Regions from separate parts of the Sus scrofa genome. Here region 2 is linked to region 1. A link is a contact called in public Hi-C data. All regions are on one chromosome and are shown on one strand. The core of a region is the stretch at or near the end of the contact, and the rest is flanking DNA. Distances in the headings are between cores, read along the strand shown. Region 1 holds the start of VEZT (vezatin). Region 2 overlaps FGD6 (FYVE, RhoGEF and PH domain-containing protein 6).

Region 1 (5,080 bases), core at 563-3,062:
AGGTGGCAAAGGTTTGATCCCTGGCCTGGCAACTTCCACATGCTCTGGGTGGGGCCAAATTTAAAAAAAAAAAGACACATTTGAGTAGAAAAAAAGTCTGTAAGAACACATACTATAAGGTTAATAGTGGCCATCTTTGGATGGTAGAATATTGAGTGATTTTAATTTTGTGGCTTGTTTTCTACTGAAATGTTCTCTGAGCATATATTACTGTTACATTCAGATATCTAAGGAAATAAGCAGGTTAAAAAAAAAAAAATCCACCCAGTCAGTCCCCTTTCTCTAAGCAACACAGATTTCTGTCTCTCCTTCATCTCCCACATTGAATCTTCTGTTTCCTAGATTTTACCATAGAACAATCTGTCCAAGCCATTATTCTATTTTTTCTTCTTGAATTTCCAAAATTCAGGTGTTTGTCTTCCCTACTGACCTCCTCAAATCCAGACTCTTCCTTTTGGTAAAAGGGCCATATCTTTCACTACTTCTCCATTCTAGCCACATGGAGAAGTAGTGGAACCACTTTACAGCGCGACACTTACCACTCACGTCCCTTTACACCAGATATTTCCACACCTCCCAATCTTGGCATACCGTTCTTTCCCTATAATGCATTTTCTCCCTTCCATCTTTCTAAACAGATTCATAGTCCAAGATTCACCTCCGATATCCATTTACTGGGTGTAGCTTCTCCAAGGCCACAAGAACAGACCGGGGCGGGGTTCCAAATCAATCCTCCAACGACAGTTTGGATATATTTCAACATTTCCCATTCCATAATGTTTATTGCCTAGCTCTCTAACTGTACGGAACGAGATGTCTCTTTTCTTAAATTTCTTAAAATCCAGTTGGATGAATGGACTTTATAAAGCATACATATATGCTTTATTACAGGGGTGCGAGTTTTCACCTGTGTCTGATATAGAAATGGCATCAAAAACATTAGCCTGTTTTTTTTTTTTTTTTCCTTTCCTTTTCATTCAAGATGGCAGAGGACGTCTTAAAATAATCCCACACAAAAGCACTCACACTGGAGCCTCGAATCAGAAGAACTGGCTACACCTAGCGTAATAGCAATAGGACAAAAGAATTAGATGCTGAGAAGCCCCGGCTCTAATCATCCACAGGAGGTCCCACACACAGATTTCCAACTACTTTAGAAAACTAGCACCTGCAGCCTTCATTCCAGGGCCACGCCTCGACCGTGAATGGTGATCTGCGGCACTTCTGGATACTGACCCCCAAAAAAACTGAGGACGAGAAACGGGGAGGATAAATTGTATGGGTGAGTATCCAAAACGCACGACTGGGCTCCGCCCCAACCAGGCGCGGACCCCCGCCCCGCGCGCGCCCGGTGCAGCGCATCCAATTCCCGGGGAAGGTACCGGCGGGGCTCTAGCCCCTCGGTCGGGCTGGGAATTCTGGGAGGGCCTGAGGCAGAGGCAGGACGCGGCGAGAGTGCCTCCGGCTACACCTGTCAGGCAGCGGCCAACGCTAGGCCCGGAAATTGCCGGGATTCGGGGACAGAGGCCGGCTGGAGTGTCACCCAATCCCTCGCCTCAGGATCGTCCCTCGCCTGGCCTTCTTGCCTTCTCCCTCGTCCTTCCCAAACAAAGGCAGTTCACACCCACCGCCATTTTCTCCTTACCTCAAAAACCACCTCTTCGTCAAAATCCGGTGTCATCCTTCTCCGCCATGCCACCAGCCTCAGCACGATGGGAAATGAAGGCGGGAGAACAGGCTGCACCCAGGCGTCTGCTGCGCCCTGTCGCCGGTGTCCAGTAAACTACAACTCCCAGCAGGTTTCGCAGCTCACGCCCCCTTTTCTGGCCGGCTCATTGGAGCAGAGCTTCAGCGTGTGGGCGGGAGGGGCGGGAGCGGGATGAAGCTCGGGGCTCTCTCATTGGACGAGGCTGAGACTTTTGTCCGCCTTTTACGGCCACGACTAACAGGGGGCGCTTGGAGCTCTGATTTTTTTTTTTTCCCTTGGAGTTTAGAAGGGCGCGCGCCCGCCAAACCTCGCTGAGCGCCGCTCGTGCCCGCGCCTGGCCGTCTTCCCGGAGCTCGGCTGGGCGGCGCTGGTGCCCGCCCGCCCGTAGCCTGCGGCTCGCGTCCGGGAGCGCTGCCGGGTCCCCGGAGGCGGCCGCATCCTTTGTGCGGCGCTCAAGTTGCGCCGCGGGGCCGCGGGACGGCATGTGGGCTCTACGGCGGCTTTTCTCTTCTGCCCAAACTCTCGAAACAATGGACTGTAAGGGGAGCGGGGATTGAAGGGGGCGAGCGGGGAAGCGAGCTGCACCGGGGAATCATGACTTCTGCCGCGGGTAAGTGACGGCGCTCGCGCTACGGCTGGAAAGTTAGTACGAGCGCTGCAGGTCTTGGGCTTGGAGCACCTTTCTCCTCTGGGGTGGGTGGCGGTGTGCCCTCTACCTTTCCCGAGGACTGTGGCAAGTGCGGAGCAGAAGTGTTTGCTGCGGGGTTTTTTTCGTCCCTTCCTGCCAAGAGGGGCTCTGGAAATCGTTTCTTTTGGGACCTCCTTTTAAAGGAAGATCCATGTCGGGTGCTCTTAGCGCCAGGTGAAACGTAAGTGTGACATTCAAAGAGGATGTTGACTTTTCCCTCCTAAAATTTGAGCGACTTTGCCGTTGCGTGTGAAAATAGTTTAGATTCCCATGTTAAGAAATCAGTTATTCTAGGAAAGGGCAGTGTTCCCGGAGTGTTGAACTCGGCGACTGGGCTAAGTCGCTTTAACCCTAGTATCGACTGGAAACCCTAACCCTTATTCAGTAAAGAGGTTTAGATACTGTTACTCCTGTCCTGCTGGTTTTCCGCCAATTACCTGAGAAGCAGAGGGGTAGCATTGGCGATCCCAAGGATTTTGTTCAACTTCACCCAATTTTTAGTGGATTTTTTTTCCTATTTATACCTGGTTAGTGTAAACAAAGCCTTGTTTTCTGTCTGCCGTAGTTCTTTCCCTTCACCCAAATGGTAAAGCTTGTACCTTTGTGTGGACTGGAGAATTTGGGACATTGTATTTTTGAACATTCTTAAGGAACAGTTCTTATTTTCCAAAACAATTACTAAAGTGGTGTGAAATTAACTTTAGAAGAGCATAGATTAATTTTTAAACCAGAACTTAGTGTATTTGGCACTAAGGTTTTTTATAACGTTTTTGCCCACGTTGTAAGAAATAAACTTTCATTAGACATTTTATAGTAAAATAGTGTAAAGCTCCCTGGCAGAGTTGATTCTAGATCAGCACTTAGGTCTCAGATTAAATTGTCTTAGCTTTTCTTGGCATTTGTTTTAAATTCCTGCAACTTGAAACTGTCAAATAGCACTCTAAATGTTCTGATTTGTATTATTTCTAAAGCCTAGATATGTTGGAGTGTTGTACTGCTAGGTGTAGTCAGATTACAGCTAAGGAGGCAAGCATAGTCAATAAGAATTAGAAAGCAAGCAGTGAAGTGGTCCTGAGAAACACGCTGTGGATCTTTTATGATGCTGTATGTATGTGTAGGAGGTATGTCATATGCTGCAAATTGTTCTTTATAAAATCTCTTCCTTACCAAAGGGAGGCTTTCTACTCACTTGAGGTGAATTATTTTCATCCTCAATTTCTGTGCCTCACTTTTAAGTTTTATTAATGAATGTCTAACTTTAAAGTGGTTGGAATTTTAAAATCCTTGCAGCCAATTTTAACTCTGTAGTATCAAATACATTTAAAACACCTTCTATCTGCCAATTTTCAATTCCAGTCCTAACCGTTTATAATGAACAGAAGCATTTAATTTAACATATAAGTATGTAAACCTGATCTAAGTTTCAATCTGGAATTTTATCGTTCTGTCTTTGGAATTGCCCCAGAATAATGCAGGCAATTTTTATATTGTATCATCTTTACAATTAAAGAACTCCGCAAACATTTTTGTGGTGTTTTAAAAGAGGGATACTTCCGGTGTGGAGCTGAGTTAGTTGCTTTTTAGCATGGCTTGCTGAGAAGCATTAAGGACTTTTTGTTCCCTCATCTGTTAAGATTTATTATAATTTTGTCTCATGCCTAAATGGAGAATGTAGAAAGGAACTGGGCTTTTCATTCCATCCTCCTCTTATTAAGTGGTCATCATTCTTTAGGTATTTATGATGCTCTTTAGAACAATATTCAAATTCATTCAAACTTAGGGAAAGATATTTGCATTGGGGGGAGGGGGTGTTTATTGACCTCACATCTAATCTGTGGAATGTGAAAGGGTTGGCTTAGTTTCTATGCATCCTAAAGAAGAGCTCGCTTTGTTTTTCTGCATCTATGAAAGAGGAGGTCCACGGTAGAGATTTTCGAATTATTCTAATCAGTATACGAACAAGGTATTTCGTATCTTTTTGGACGTGTGCAGGTCTCAGTAATGCCTGTGCTTTGCTTTTTGGCGAGTCCAGTAGCTAAGAAGGTGTGCACGTGGACTGTAGCCATATGTGTGTCACAGATGACAAGTATGTTTGCAATTGTTAGTAAAATGGCACTAGTGCTTTACTTCTTACCTTATTCCCCCGTCCCCCAGAGCCAAACAGCTGTGTAAATAAAAGATTTGCTGCTGTGCTCAAAAAACCTTGGGGTCTGACTGTTGATACAGTATTAAGATCCAAAGGTGCTAGATTCATTTCCAAACATCATGCACTTATTTCAAGAGTTTGACATTGGAGCAGACCGAAATATAATGGCTTGTTATTTTTTGAGTTGTGTTTCTTTGGCAATAATAATAATGAATTCAAATATTGCTGAACTAGTGACTTACTTGAACACTTGTTCCTTCTAATAAATTAAGAACTTAGTAATCCTGTTGAAGTTGATTCCTGCAAACTTTTTAAAATATTATGCTACGTTTAAATGGCTATATATATATATATATATATTTTTTTTTTTTTTTTTAAGAGATAGCGAGTTACTGAGATGTATTAAACAGTCTGTGCATGTGGTAGCTCTGCCCTTCTCAGGCCCTATTTGCAGCATTGGGGCTACAGCAGAGAGACAACGTGCCTGCCCTCCTGGAGCTTGCCTTCCAAGTGGTGAAGGCAGAGAGAGATCCGCTGG
Region 2 (4,367 bases), core at 950-3,449, 82 kb after region 1:
TCCAATACTTCCTTTTGTTTTTTGTTTTTTTGTTTTTTGTTTTTGTCTTTAAGGGCCGCTCCAGCGGCATATGGAGGTTCCCAGGTTAGAGGCTGAATCAGAGCTGTAGCCGCCGGCCTACCCCACAGCCACAGCAACGCTGGATCCAAGCCGCCTCTGCAACCTACACCACAGCTCATGGCAACGCCAGATCCTTAACCTGCTGAGTGAGGCCAGGGATCAGACCCACATCCTCATGGATGCTAGTCGGGTTTGTTAACCACTGAGCCACGGCGGGAGCTCCTTCCTTTTTGTAGTGGTCTGATTGCTCTCTATTTTGCAAAATATTTTTACTTTGGTTATCAAAGTGCCTTTGTCTGGGCACTTACCTTTTTCGAAGTTGGGTTTAAAGTCTTTCACGTCTGCATCTTTTCCAACATGTGAGTTAACGGGATCCTCATCATTGGATGCACAAACTCAGTGATTTCACCCTCCAAACTACCTTGTGAGGGAAGTACTTTTTTTCCCCTTTAGAATTTGGAATAATTCCAGGGGCCCAGAATATACAGGAGCAGGGAGCAGGAGTGAGACTGTTTGATTTATTAGTGAGTTTCAGGCAGAGAAAGGGAAGATTCCCTCGGACTCAGTTTAGGAGATGTGCGCCCACCGTGGTTTCCTGGGAAAGGAAGGCTGAGCAATGCAGGGGTGACTACAGATGAGGTCAGATCGTTTCTCTGGGATGCTTTTAGGGAAAGGTGTGTGGCCATCCCCAGGTCCAGCAGTCCTGCTCCTGCTCTTCCAACACCCATCCTGTTGTCTTGCAATGTTCTCTTCAGGACATAATTTGGGTTTTTATTGGATGTTTTACTTAGGCTATCTCTTCCTTCATTGTCATAAAAAATTTCCAACTGAAAAAAAAATTTCCAACTGAACTTTTGGTAATTTTTTTAAGCTCAACTCAAAATAAGATCAAATAGAATTCCCGCTGTGGCGCAAGAGGATTGGCGAAGTCTGAAGAACTGGGATGCAGGTTCAATCCCTGGCCCTGCACAGTGGGTTACGGATCTGGGGTTGCTGCAGCTCGTAGGACGAAGCTGCCGATTGGATCTGATCCCTGGCCTGGGAACTTCATATGCCTCGAGGCAGCCAAAAGAGAAAAAAATAATAATAAGATCAAAGAAAATGTATATGTTGTGTAATGAAATGCTTATGATTGGAAGTTTTTTTAAAAGTAGTAAAATTAAGTGATTTACTTAATTTTAAAAAACACACAGGAGTTCTTGTTGTGGCTCAGCAGTCATGCACCTGACTACTATCCAGAGGATGCGGGTTCAATCCCTGGCCTCTCTCAGTGGGTTAAAGATCCAGTGTTGCCATGAGCTGCAGTGTAAGTCATAGGGGTGGCTCAGATCCGCCTTGCTGTGGCTGTGGTGTAGGCTGACAGCCGAAGCTCCAATTCGACCCCTAGCCTGGAAGCCTTCATATGTCGCCAGTGTGACCCTAAAAAAGAAAACCAAAAACCAAAAAGCAGATGCTGCTGTAGGAGCAGCATTAATTTTTTAGCGCTGCTTATTTCCTTCCTCCTCATCTCTTCAGGGCAGAGACCATCTTTTTTTATCCAAACTCGGTGCCTGCATAGATTCTGTGTAACAGGAACTCAGTAAAGTGAAAGCCTCAGGGAAATAAATACACTCTTTTATATGAGGCTGAGACCCCCTGCGCCGTGGTGCCAGTGAACTTTTGATGGATGAATGGATCGATGAATTGCTTTTAAGAGTAGAAGGCTCTTCCAGTTACGCAGAAGCAGAACGGTGGAAAGGACTGAAATACTTGCCTTTTCTCATCCTTCCTCCATTGTAGGATCTGCTGACAGGTTTTCCTCTGCCTCTGCTTCCTGCTCTTTCCATTTCCCTCGTTAGGCTCCCTGCCAGGCCTTTCTAAACGCCAAGTTGCGGCAATAGCTGCCTACTGGTCCCGCTGCCCTTACCACTCCCCTTCCAAGGAAGGAAAAACAACTCCTCCCGCGTTTCCCCTTTGCTCTCCCACTGCCACACTCAGCACTTCTGACCCCGCGCCTACAGGATTTTTCCTGCACCAGTCGATTCTCTTCAGCACCAGCTAGCTGTTCTGTAATTTAATTCAATTCTGACATCGTCTGCTGCTGGAGACCATGGGCTCAGCCCCGCTGGACTGACCCTCCCAAACTTCAGGGGCCATTGCTGTCACAGTCCTGGGCTCTAACCTATATTTCTGTCCCACCAGCTGTAAATCTGGGTTCCCATGACTTTCTTTTGGGGTTTGAAAATTTGCTAGATTGGCTCACAGGACTCAGGGAAATAGCTATTTACATTTACTGGTTTATCGTAAAAGGATATGGAGTTTCCTGGCAGCTCAGCGAGTTAAAGATTCTGCATTGTCCCTGCTGTGGCATGGGTTCAGTCCCTGGCTCAGGAACTTTTGCATGCTGTGGGCACAGCCAAAAAAAAAAAAAAAAAAAAAAACAAACTTTAAATAAAAGGATGTGGTGGAGTTCCTGTCCTGGCTCAGTGGAAACGAATCTGACTCTATCCATGAGGGTGCAGGTTTGATCCCTGGACTTGCTCAGTGAGTTGCTATGAGCTGTGGTCACAGACATGGCTCAGATCTGGCATTACTGTGGCTGTGGCGTAGGCTGGCAACTACAGCTCCCAATTCCCCCTCCCCCAGCCTGGGAACCTCCATATGCCGCAGGTGCATCCCCCAAAAGGCACACGCATACACAAAAAGGATGTGGTGAGCATACAGGTGAACATCCAGAAAGAGATGCAAGGGCAAGCTGTGTGGGCTGGAACTCCCTCTCTGGGCACGCCAGCACCCTGGAAGCTCACCAAACCAGGTAGTCTGGGAGTTTTATGGAGGCTTCGTCACAGGGGCACGATCCATCATTAGCTGCACTTTAACCCCTCTTCCCTCCCTTTGAGAAGGGCTGAAAGTGTTCTGTTTTTAAGCACGGCTTGGTCCTTCTGATGACCAGTCCCCATCTAGGAGCTCACCAGGAGTCTTCCCATCATGACCAAAGACACTGCTGTCACCTGGGAAATTCCAAGGGAGCTTTGTGTCAGAACTAAGGTCAAAGACCAGGAGTTCCCACTGTGGCTCAACGGAAACGAATCTGACTGGTATCCGGGAGGACACAGGTTCGATCCCAGGCCTCACTCAGTGGGTTAAGGATCTGGCGTTGCCATGAGCTGTGGTGTAGGTTGCAGACTCAGCTTGGATCCCACGTTGCTGTGGCTGTGGTGTAGGCCGGCGGCTACAGCTCCGATTGGACCCCTAGCCTGGGAACCTATATATACCACAAGTGCAGCCCTAAAAAGACCAAAAAAAAAAAAAAAAAAAAAAGAACCAGGGTCAAAGACCAGATACTAGGATAAAAGACGGTCCTAGTTCTCTTGTCATTTAGAAAATTATAAAGATTTTGGGAGCTTTGTGCCAAGAACCAGGAGCTGGGGCCCTCCAGTCGGCCTTAGGTATTGGCAGATTCGAACCCACGGATACAGAGGGCAGGTGGGACTACGCCCCTTTATCTGAGGGCATTGACCATCCACAGATTTGGTGTCCGAGGGGAGCGCTGGCACTCGTGCCCCACAGATACCGAGGGATATCTGTATGTATATATCCTTTGCATCATTTTACAGACGTGCTTTTATTCTGAAATTAGGAAAACTGGCACCTTGCTTATTCTACCGCAGTGACGGAGAGCTGCCATCACACATTTGCCCAGACCCACAGAGGGTACCCCACCGAGAATGAACCCGATGGAAACTGTGGCTGTGGGGTCATTATGATGGGTCCACGTAGGTTCTTCTCTTGTAGCCCGTGTTCCCCTCAGATGGGGGGTGTTGGTGATGGGGAGGCTCCGTGGCTTTGGGGGCTGGAGATGGGTGGGCACGCTCCATACCTTTCCCCTCCGTTTTCCTGTGAATGTCAAACTGCTAAAAAATTAAATCCTACTTTGGAAAAATACAAAATCATACTTCTCCACAGGTTAAACCTGTTCTTTATAACCATAGCCCCGAGCAAACCTTTTTTTCCTCTGCTCTAAGTACGTTCCGTCTCTTTCTCTTTCCTGAAACTGGTCCTTCAAGGCCAGATTCTCTCCTCCGTTCATCAGTCACTTGCTTACTCATTCGGCCCATACGGATATGGGCTGGCCCTGAGCTGGGCACCAGCAAACACTGGCTGACAACACGGTGTGGCCCCTGCCCTTCTGGAGCTTACGGCCCTGCTCTGTGGGGCCATGCGCAACCACTCAGGGTCCCTCCTGGCTCTTTCTCTTCTCAATTCCTGAAATTTATGTTGTTCTGGTCACTTGTTTGAGGGAGACTATTCTGAGGGTTTATTTTATA

The links. A called contact is a pair of places that touch in the nucleus more often than the background predicts.
Region 2: a Hi-C map of retroperitoneal adipose tissue shows a contact between it and region 1, with 2.2 times the contacts expected there. A contact is called at or near these places in 4 of 5 promoter capture datasets (fetal liver, fetal skeletal muscle and liver), 25 of 47 Hi-C or Micro-C datasets (adipocytes, alveolar macrophages, blood and 14 more) and 2 of 2 datasets of targeted methods (alveolar macrophages and skeletal muscle).

What each region holds. Positions count from the first base shown.
Region 1 is chr5:88,102,956-88,108,035 of Sscrofa11.1, forward strand. It overlaps VEZT (vezatin), which reads right to left and starts at 1,813. Exons shown (of 13, transcript XM_013998069.2): 1 at 1,646-1,813. The coding sequence starts at 1,681. FGD6 (FYVE, RhoGEF and PH domain-containing protein 6) reads left to right here. Exons shown (of 23, transcript XM_013998063.2): 3 at 983-1,282. The coding sequence starts at 1,279.
Region 2 is chr5:88,184,877-88,189,243 of Sscrofa11.1, forward strand. All of the region lies in intron 10 of FGD6 (FYVE, RhoGEF and PH domain-containing protein 6), which reads left to right. Among named protein-coding and RNA genes, the nearest start is that of NR2C1, 44 kb to the right of the region's middle.